Linked DNA regions of Anas platyrhynchos: region 1 is linked to region 2. The links are chromatin contacts, called in public Hi-C maps. All regions are on one chromosome and are shown on one strand. Each heading gives the region's core, a stretch centred on a gene start, on an enhancer-like site or on the middle of the called end of the contact. The rest is flanking DNA. Distances are from core to core; before and after follow the strand shown. Region 1 overlaps KCNU1 (potassium calcium-activated channel subfamily U member 1). Region 2 holds the start of ZNF703 (zinc finger protein 703).

Region 1 (3,855 bases), core at 463-2,962, 86 kb after region 2:
CTGCTGATCTTTTGGGCAATTATTTGGAAGTAATGAAAGTGAATGCATGACATTTAAAAAAAGAAACTCCGCTGTCAGCAGGAAAGCTGCCACATTCCTCCTGCACCTCGGAGAATACGCTTAGCTTGAAATAATGTTCATTTTAGCAGAGTTGTAAATTACAAGCGTGTTAGGGTCTTGTGGGATTTATTACCATTTGGAAGGAGGTTATAGGCCTTGCGCTGTTGCTGCTGCATCTGGTGCATGCTACAGAGCAACCACAGAGCAAAATTTGGAGGCAAAAGAAAGCACCTTTTATAGCTCATCTCTGGTGGCTTGTATTGCTAGCATTACACATGCACACACACACCAACTTCAGCAGTAAAGAGGAAGGATTTCGAAATCCGTTTCCCCAGTTGCTCGCTGTAATTGATCCGCCGTTATTAATACCGATGACAAAACCTCACCGGGCGCCGCTGCAGGGAGCGCGGCCGGCGGCCCCTGACCCACGGGCTGCTGGCCGTGGGGAGCGGGGCTGCAGCCCTCCTCTGGGACGGCTGTTTAATTTTCTCAGGTTTATGTTCTTTTTTTCATCGCAGGTGTTTCATAAAAATGCAGCCGTGGACCTGGCAGGAAGCAATAAGCTCGAGCTTCCTCTGCATGAACCGAAGGGATTTCTTCCTCCCTTCTGGCAAGGCTGGGGTTCTGCTAATGTAAGATGAATGCTCTTCAATCCTGACCCCGTAGTCTTCAGTCTGTAAATGCCGAAGGGTCACCTTTTGTCCATGCCATTAGTGATTAATTAATCTCGGTGTTTATTTGATCCATCCCTCTGCGAGAATTTCTGCACCAAGGTGTTTTGATTCCCGTCTCTCCCTCCCTCTCAGGCACTGTGCCCCACCAGAGCCCAGCGATTCCCCTTGGTGCCCGGGAGGAACCAGGACTCACTGCCCCAAGTTGTTGCTACACAGCCTCCAAAATGTGCCAGGGACAGGCGTGTCCCAGGAACACAATGTGCCCATCCTAGGAGGGCAAACCACGGGGCTGGGGACCCGGCATGGCAGCTGGGAAGTGTCCGAGCACAGTGGCTCCAAAGAACCACGGAATTGTGTCGTGGTTTGGGTTGGAAGGGACCTTAAAGATCATCTAACTCCAGAATTTGCATCTAACTGCGCAATTTGGTGCAGGCATTGGTGGGCACTGTGGCCTCAAAGGGGGAGCCAGGGAGGGGGCTTGGCACCCCTGGGGTGCCAAATCTCCGGGAGAGCTTCAGCTCCTGGTCCCGTTCCAGCTCACCAATGGTTTCCCAGTCCAGGGAGGGGATTTTCTTAGATCGTGAGCTCTCCCCCCCGCATCTGTTTATCTCCGTGAATCCCATTAATCATGTTCTGTGCCTGGACAGCTTATAACACCACATCCATCCTCTAAGAGCTGTTATCGTACACCCCGAAGATCTGTCAGATAAATAGCCAGGTCAGCTGCAGCTGTTCCAATATCCTGAAGAAATCAGATTTATCATTTTAGATTAAAAAAAAAAAAAAAACCCACACAGGCACACGCACCAGAGCCCCCCCACCCCACCAGCAGGCTGGCTGGGAAGCTGTGTTTCTTGGCCCTGCGCGAGTCCTGCTGCTGCTGCCTTCCATCTGCAGCCCTGTGATAAATGGCTGCAGGGTGCCAGGTACAGTTCAATGTTGAAAAATCCCAATATGTGACTTAGGCATCTCATCGCAAGTCATTAATCTAAAGGGAGGCCGGTGCCAGGACAAGGCTCTCCCTCACTCCATCGTCAGCTGGACCTGCTCAGCGCAGCGGCTGCCAGAGGCAGGGAGGAGGGAGGGGAAGGCCCCTGCCATTTTCCACTCGCAGGAGGAGCGCTCCGCGGGCCGTTAACCCTCTCCGCAGCCCAGAACCGTGCCCTGAAGCCCCGGCCAGGCCGCACACAGAGAATTCAAGCCTCTCCATCTGACCCTGGGGTGGTGGCAGAGCTCCGTGCCCACCCGCTGCTTTCCAGGGAAGCGCTGCTCCTGCCTGCGCTCCCTCTCCGTGTGCCTGACATGGGGGAAAACTGGCATCGAGGGAGCATCCCGAGCCCACCTCCGGCAGCAGGGCTCTGCCTGCACCCTGCTTTCCAGGGACTCCCACCAGTCCTTTTTATCCGGGTGCCTGAAAACCTGCAGGAGCTCCAGCGAGTCACCCAGGGCCCCGCCAGGCGCAGGCGATGCTCTGGCTCTCCGGCAGCCCCCGTCCTTGCTCTCGCTGGGGAGCCCAGCATCCTGCCAAGGTGCCTCTCCTCCCCTCCGCACCAGTCACATCCCGAGCCGCGTGCCTGGTGCCAAATTGAGTTGTAGCCGTGAATTATTTAGAAGCATCAGTGGAATATTGTTGTATCAGTAACGCAGACTATCAGTTTGTGGCCTTGGGGCTGCCTCAGTTACACACTCCATCACTATTTTCTCTCATGAATAATGTAGGAGCGGAATTACTCTGCATGTAGAGAATTCATACCCTGAGAAAACAAGGTTGCTCCAAAATTAATTTTCCGTACTAAAAGAGCGACAGAAAATCAATTAATCGCATATTATTCTATACGGAGACAGAGTAAGGGAAACAGCGAAAATGGCTGTAGCTATACATCAGCAAATGCTGTATTGGCAGAGTGCTTTGCAGGGCTGTGAGTTACAGCCAGCTACAAAGAAGGTAAATATATTCCGCCCCAGAGAGCCCTCGAACATCAGACCGGAGCTCCGAGCAGAGCCAGCTGGGCGCCCCCGCTCCCCGCCGCATGCTCCCAGCGCCCGGCTCCTTCCTTGGTCCTGCCGCTAGCGGGCTCAGGATCCCACCGAGGGGGCTCCTCGACAGCCGAGGGCTTCCCACAGCAGCCCGGCCCTGGAGGAGGAGGCAGCCCGGAGGCCTCTCAGGTGCTCGCATCGGCGCTCGCCTCGCCTGGATGGCGGCAGGAGGTCGGAGATCTCAGCAGAATTAAGGCCCTGCTCCTGTGCATCGCGAGGGCTCGAGGTGGAGGAGCTAAGGCTGGCTCCGTTCCTGCCTCCAGCACCGACCCGCCACGCTGCTCTGGGAAACAGCTTCGCTTTTATCCGCTTCATACGAACTGTAACCGGCCATTTTAGGAGGGAGCTGAGAAACTTAATTAATATTTAAAATTGCTTTGAGTCTCGCAGCAAGGCATTGTACTCTCCGAAGATCTCAAAGTGCTTCTCGAGAGGAGCGAATGCTGTGGAGCCAGAGGCAAAGGCAGGGATGGGGGCAGGCAGCCAGGGGCAGCCCGGGAGCAGGGCAATTTTTACCCCTCCAGGCACAGCCCCTGCAGCACCCCGGGGACACGGAGCTTGCTCCCACCAGCTGCATGGAAGCTGCTCCGCCGAGTTGGGCTGATTTCTTCTCAACACCCACCAAAGATGGCCCAGAGGCCAGCTACAGAAACACCTAAGGACAGGCTGCAATGATACCCTGACCTGTGTCTGTTCCACTGCCTAGTCAGTTTTGATTAATAACATTCATCGGCTTAACAAATGGTATCGTAATTAAGGGATGAGAAATTACGAGGCTGACCTCAAAGGAGCTCAAAATATCAACAGCTTCTTCAGGAATAAAACTCAAAACCAAGCTGATCCACAATGAAGACTGGCTATTTTTTACCGCAGCAAATCATTTTCCCTGGGTACCCTGTTCTTTTGTCGTCTCCTAGAATAGGTACGCCTTAAGGGTCATCACCCAGCGGAGATCATTCCTCCAGCACAGAACCTCTCAAAGCGTGCACAACGGCAACAGCAACGGCATCTCCGAGTGCCAGTGTAGGGGATACAAACCAGTGCATCTCCTGGACTGAATTTACAGGGATTTTTTTTTAGTACT
Region 2 (4,098 bases), core at 969-3,468:
TTAATGCACTTATATTCCCAGCTTTAAGCTAACATACAGTAAATAAATACACAGTCCAAGGAGGGAGCGGGGAGCTCGGGCAAGGAGGAGACCGGAGGAGGGGAAGGGGCTGCTGTAGTTACTGGTATCCGAGTGCAGAAGCTGAAGTTAGTCTTTGGCCGTAGAGCGCGTACGGGGAGTAGTAAGGTCCGGCGGCCGGCAAGGACGGCACCGGCAGGGCGCCGGCTGTGGGCAAATGGCTCTTGCCGTAGGGGTGGTACCTGTTTAGTCCCAAAGTGTGTGGGCTCCTCAAGGACAGGGAGGCCGGTAACGTGTTGGGGCTCCCGGGGGCGGCGGGCGGGAGGTGGAGGTGGCAGGAGGCCGCGGAGCCCAGCCCGGAGGTAGGGTAACCCGCCAAGAGTTTCTCCGCCCCCGGCAGGGCCGTGTGGGTCCGTAGGTGGGTGAGCAGCTCCTCCGAGGTGGCAAACCTCTTGTCGCAGGGTCCGCTGGCAGACACCCAGTTGCATATGTGGGGCAGGGGGTCGTTCTGCAGCATGAAGCCGTAGGTGTAGAGGGGGTGGCCGGGCAGGCTGGGGGTGCCGCTGGAGGAGAGCGTGGTGTGCACCGAGTGCAGGGGGTGCGTGGGGTACACCAAGGGGTATCCGCTCTTCAGGCTGCCGGGGTCGTGCACGCAGCTGGAGCAGTTGCTGGAGCCCAGGTGCGAGGCGCTGTGGTAGCTCAGGCAGTACGGGTCCCGGCATAATCCCTGCATGAAGGAGGGCGGCGAGGCCCCGGTGAGCGGGCTGGAGCTGGGCGGCTTCCCCGGCAGCCCCAGGGCGCCCGGCAGCTGGCCGCCCACCAGCCCCGGCTTGGTGGGGTCCAGCCCGGGCACGAACTGGGAGGGGTAACCGGCGTAGGCGCCCACGATGGAGCCGTGGTAGCCGATGCTGGAGGGCGGCAGGGGGAAGACGGAGTGGCCGGGCTTGTAGGGGGACACGGGGGCCACATGGCCGGCGGGCGGCAGGGCGGGCGGCTCCGACTTGCGGCCCGAGGGGGGCTCCCCGTGCGCCCCGGGCTCGGCCGCTCCGCGCCCCAGCGCGCCGCCCGCCCCGTCGGGGCTGGGTTTGGCCGCCTCGGGCTCCTTCTTCTCCTCGGCGCCCTTGGGCTCGGCGTGCTGCGGGGAGGCGCCGCGGGAGCCCCCGGGCGAGGCGGCGGCGGCGGCGGCGTGCGGGGGGAACGGCGGGCAGGCGGCGCTGGGCACCCGAAAGCCGGCCTTGTCCGCGCCGCCCTCCTTGCGCGGCTCCGCGCCGCCCTTGGAGTAGGGCTTGAAGCTGGATTTGTCCTCGGGGGGCGCGTCCCCCCCCGGCGGCTTGAGGGCGGCGGGGCGGGCGGAGGGCTCCTTGTCGGCGGCGGGCAGCCCGGCGGCGGCCACGGCGTTGAGCTTGGAGGAGGGCGGCGGGTCGGGTTTGCCGATCTGCGAGCAGGTCTGGGCCAGCAGCGCCAGCGGGCTCTTCTTGGCGTCCAGCTGCGGGCGGAGCGGAGCGCGGCGCCGGTCAGGGGGGGCCCCCGACGGCGCCCCCCGGCCGGCCCCCCCCCCTCACCATCGCTGCACCCCCCCCTCCCCTTCCCTCCCTCACCGCGGGGCCGGCGGGCGCCGAGCCAGGGCGCGGGGAAGGGAAGGGAGAGGAGGGGAAGGGAAGGAGAGGGAGGGAAGAGAAGGGCAGGGAGGGAAGGGGGGCACGGGGCGGGGGGCCGCGGCCGGCCGGGAGGGAGGGAGCCGGGCACGGGCGGCACCGGGGGGTCCGGGGGCCGTCCGGGGTGAGCGGGCAGGGGGGGAGCCGGGGCCGCGGGGGCGTTGGGCACTGACCTCGATGGGGCTGACGGGCGTGGAGGAGAGCGGCTGGAGGTACTCGGGGTGCAGGAGGTGGCCGCTGTGGGCGCTGAGCATCTTCAGGACGCGGATGGGCAGCCGGCTGGCCTGGCGCAGCGGGTCGGCGGGGGGCGGCCGGGGCGACGGGGCGCCCGCGGCTCCGCGGCTCGGCGGGGTCCTCGGCCGGGGCCCGCCGGGGGCTCCGCTCATTTGGGGCGGGCGGCGGCGGCGGGCGCGCCGGGCTCCGCGGGGCCGGGCCGGGCCGGGCGGGCGGCGGAGCGGCGGCGGCGGCGGCCCCGGCGAGACAAAAAACCCTTCCCCTTCCCCACCGACACGTCAAATAGCCCCGATGGCGGCCGCGCTCCGAGGGGGCCGGCGCCGCGCACCAATCCGAGCCCGGCCGGGCCCCCGGGGCGGGGAGAGCCGCCGGTGGGGGGGGCGAGCCGCCGTGCTGCCGCCGCGCCGCCGCGTGGGGGAGAGCCGCCCGGCTCGGCTCGGCATCGCCCGGCTCGCCAAAGCTCGGCATTGCTCAGCTCGGCATCGCCCGGCTCGGTTCAGCATCGCCCGGCATCCTCCGGCATCCCCCCGGTCCGGCACGGCTCAGCTGGGCATGGCTCAGCTGGGCATGGCACGGCTCAGCACGGCTCAGCATCGCATGGCTTGGCATAGCCTGGCACAGCTCGGCTGGCACGGCTTGGAATAGCACGGCACAGCCCTGCCGGCACGGCTCAGCTGTGATATCTTATCACGGCACGGCTCAGCTGGCACACGGTGTGGCATGGCTGGGCTGCTGCGATGTGGCTCGGCTGAGACCAGCCTGGCACAGTTTGGCACGGCACGGCTCAGCTCAGCACCCTGCAGCCACCCTGCAGCGCTGCCCGGTGTCCCCCTGATGGGGGGACCCCTCCAGGACGCAGCGCAGCCCCTGTGGGGTGGGTGGCAGGGCAGCGGTGTCGCCCAGACCCCAATTGTGCACGCACTGATTTTGCACCTGGTGCAATCACCGGAGTTTAAGTGATTTTTAAATGATCACAGTTTTGTGATTCTGTGATTATCACAGCATTGGCCATCGCACAGCGTTTGCCGGGGGCAGGGGGTCGCTGCTCTCACCCCATCAGCGTCCCGCAGCCATCAGGGTGTGCACCCCGTGCACCTGCAGCACCGTGAGCAGCTCAGAGCTGAGCCAGGCCCACAAAACGTGCGATTTCCTTGCGTTGTTACCAGGAATACTCATTTCTGCCAGTGGTTTTCCGCTCCCTTTGGTTCAGTCTTAAAAATTGCCCAGTGACAGCGCAGACTCCTGTATAACTAATTAAACTTCTCGACAATTATCTTCCGATTTCTAGTTACCTTTCCTGGATGGCTTTGCATTAAGTTCACACACCCGGGGGGCTCCATGGTCGGGGCCTGGAAGCCTTCATCCTGCCGGGCCCTGGCTCTTGTAGGCTTTGGCTGGGGGAATGGGGGCTTGGAGAGACCTGCAAGGGCTGGGGGGCACCATGGGGGTGTGCGAGGCTGGGTTGGGGCCAGGGCTGGCAAATTTGGCTGAAGGTCGCCAACGGGGCGCTGCGTGGCGGCGGCGTGCGCGTGGCCGGGGCACGGACCCACCTCTGCCATCGCCGGGCTTGGGTTTCGGGTCCCTGCCGCCTGCCCGGAGAGGGAGAGAGAGACAGGGACGTGTAATTAATCATATTAAACCCTGACAGATGCTTTATGTTACAACAATGTTGCTATTATTAAGTTCATACCGCCACCCCTTCCAGAGCCTGTGCACGCCCGGTTCTGGGAAAAAGCCTTGGCTGGATCTCCCCCAGCGCGCCGGCATCGCCGTGGCACAGCGCGGCGTCCAGCCCGCGTCTCCAACCGCTATCAATCACGCCGATTGTCGGACCTGTCAATTTTGCCTCTTTGTGAGGCTTTTCTCTCTTCCCCCCCCCTCCCCTCCACCAAAGCTGACCGCAAGATTGATTCAATCCGGACAGCGTGGATGTAAAAGGAGAGGCCTGCCTTTCAAAGGAGCCATTCAAGTCAGAAGGAAATCGAAAAAAAAAAATAAAAAATCTTTCCTCAAAGTAATTCAAGTTGCATGCCAACAACAACACGGCGTTAACAAAATAAAATAAAATAAAATAAGGTGGGACAAGTGTGTAACTGCCGGGCCATCCAGCAGCCGCTCGCGGGGCAGCGGGCACCGGGGCTGCTTCACCACCTCCCCAAAGCTCCCGTGGCACCAGGGAGGCAGCACCTTG

Evidence for each region. Hi-C and Micro-C count contacts between places; a contact is called where the count stands out from the background.
Region 1: a contact with region 2 is called in a Hi-C map of skeletal muscle, with 1.9 times the contacts expected there. The contact joins the enhancer-like site here to the promoter of ZNF703 in region 2. A contact is called at or near these places in 2 of 8 Hi-C or Micro-C datasets (skeletal muscle and subcutaneous adipose tissue).

What each region holds. Positions count from the first base shown.
Region 1 is chr23:955,594-959,448 of IASCAAS_PekinDuck_T2T, forward strand. All of the region lies in intron 30 of KCNU1 (potassium calcium-activated channel subfamily U member 1), which reads right to left. Among named protein-coding and RNA genes, the nearest start is that of ZNF703, 86 kb to the left of the region's middle. Within about 2 kb of position 1,713, at least 1 of the 8 cell types and tissues checked has an H3K27ac peak or open chromatin away from gene starts, as enhancers often do. A contact at or near this core is called in subcutaneous adipose tissue, where this site is marked.
Region 2 is chr23:869,523-873,620 of IASCAAS_PekinDuck_T2T, forward strand. It overlaps ZNF703 (zinc finger protein 703), which reads right to left and starts at 2,219. Exons shown (of 3, transcript XM_038166997.2): 1 at 1,847-2,219; 2 at 1-1,504. The coding sequence starts at 2,059. The coding sequence ends at 119.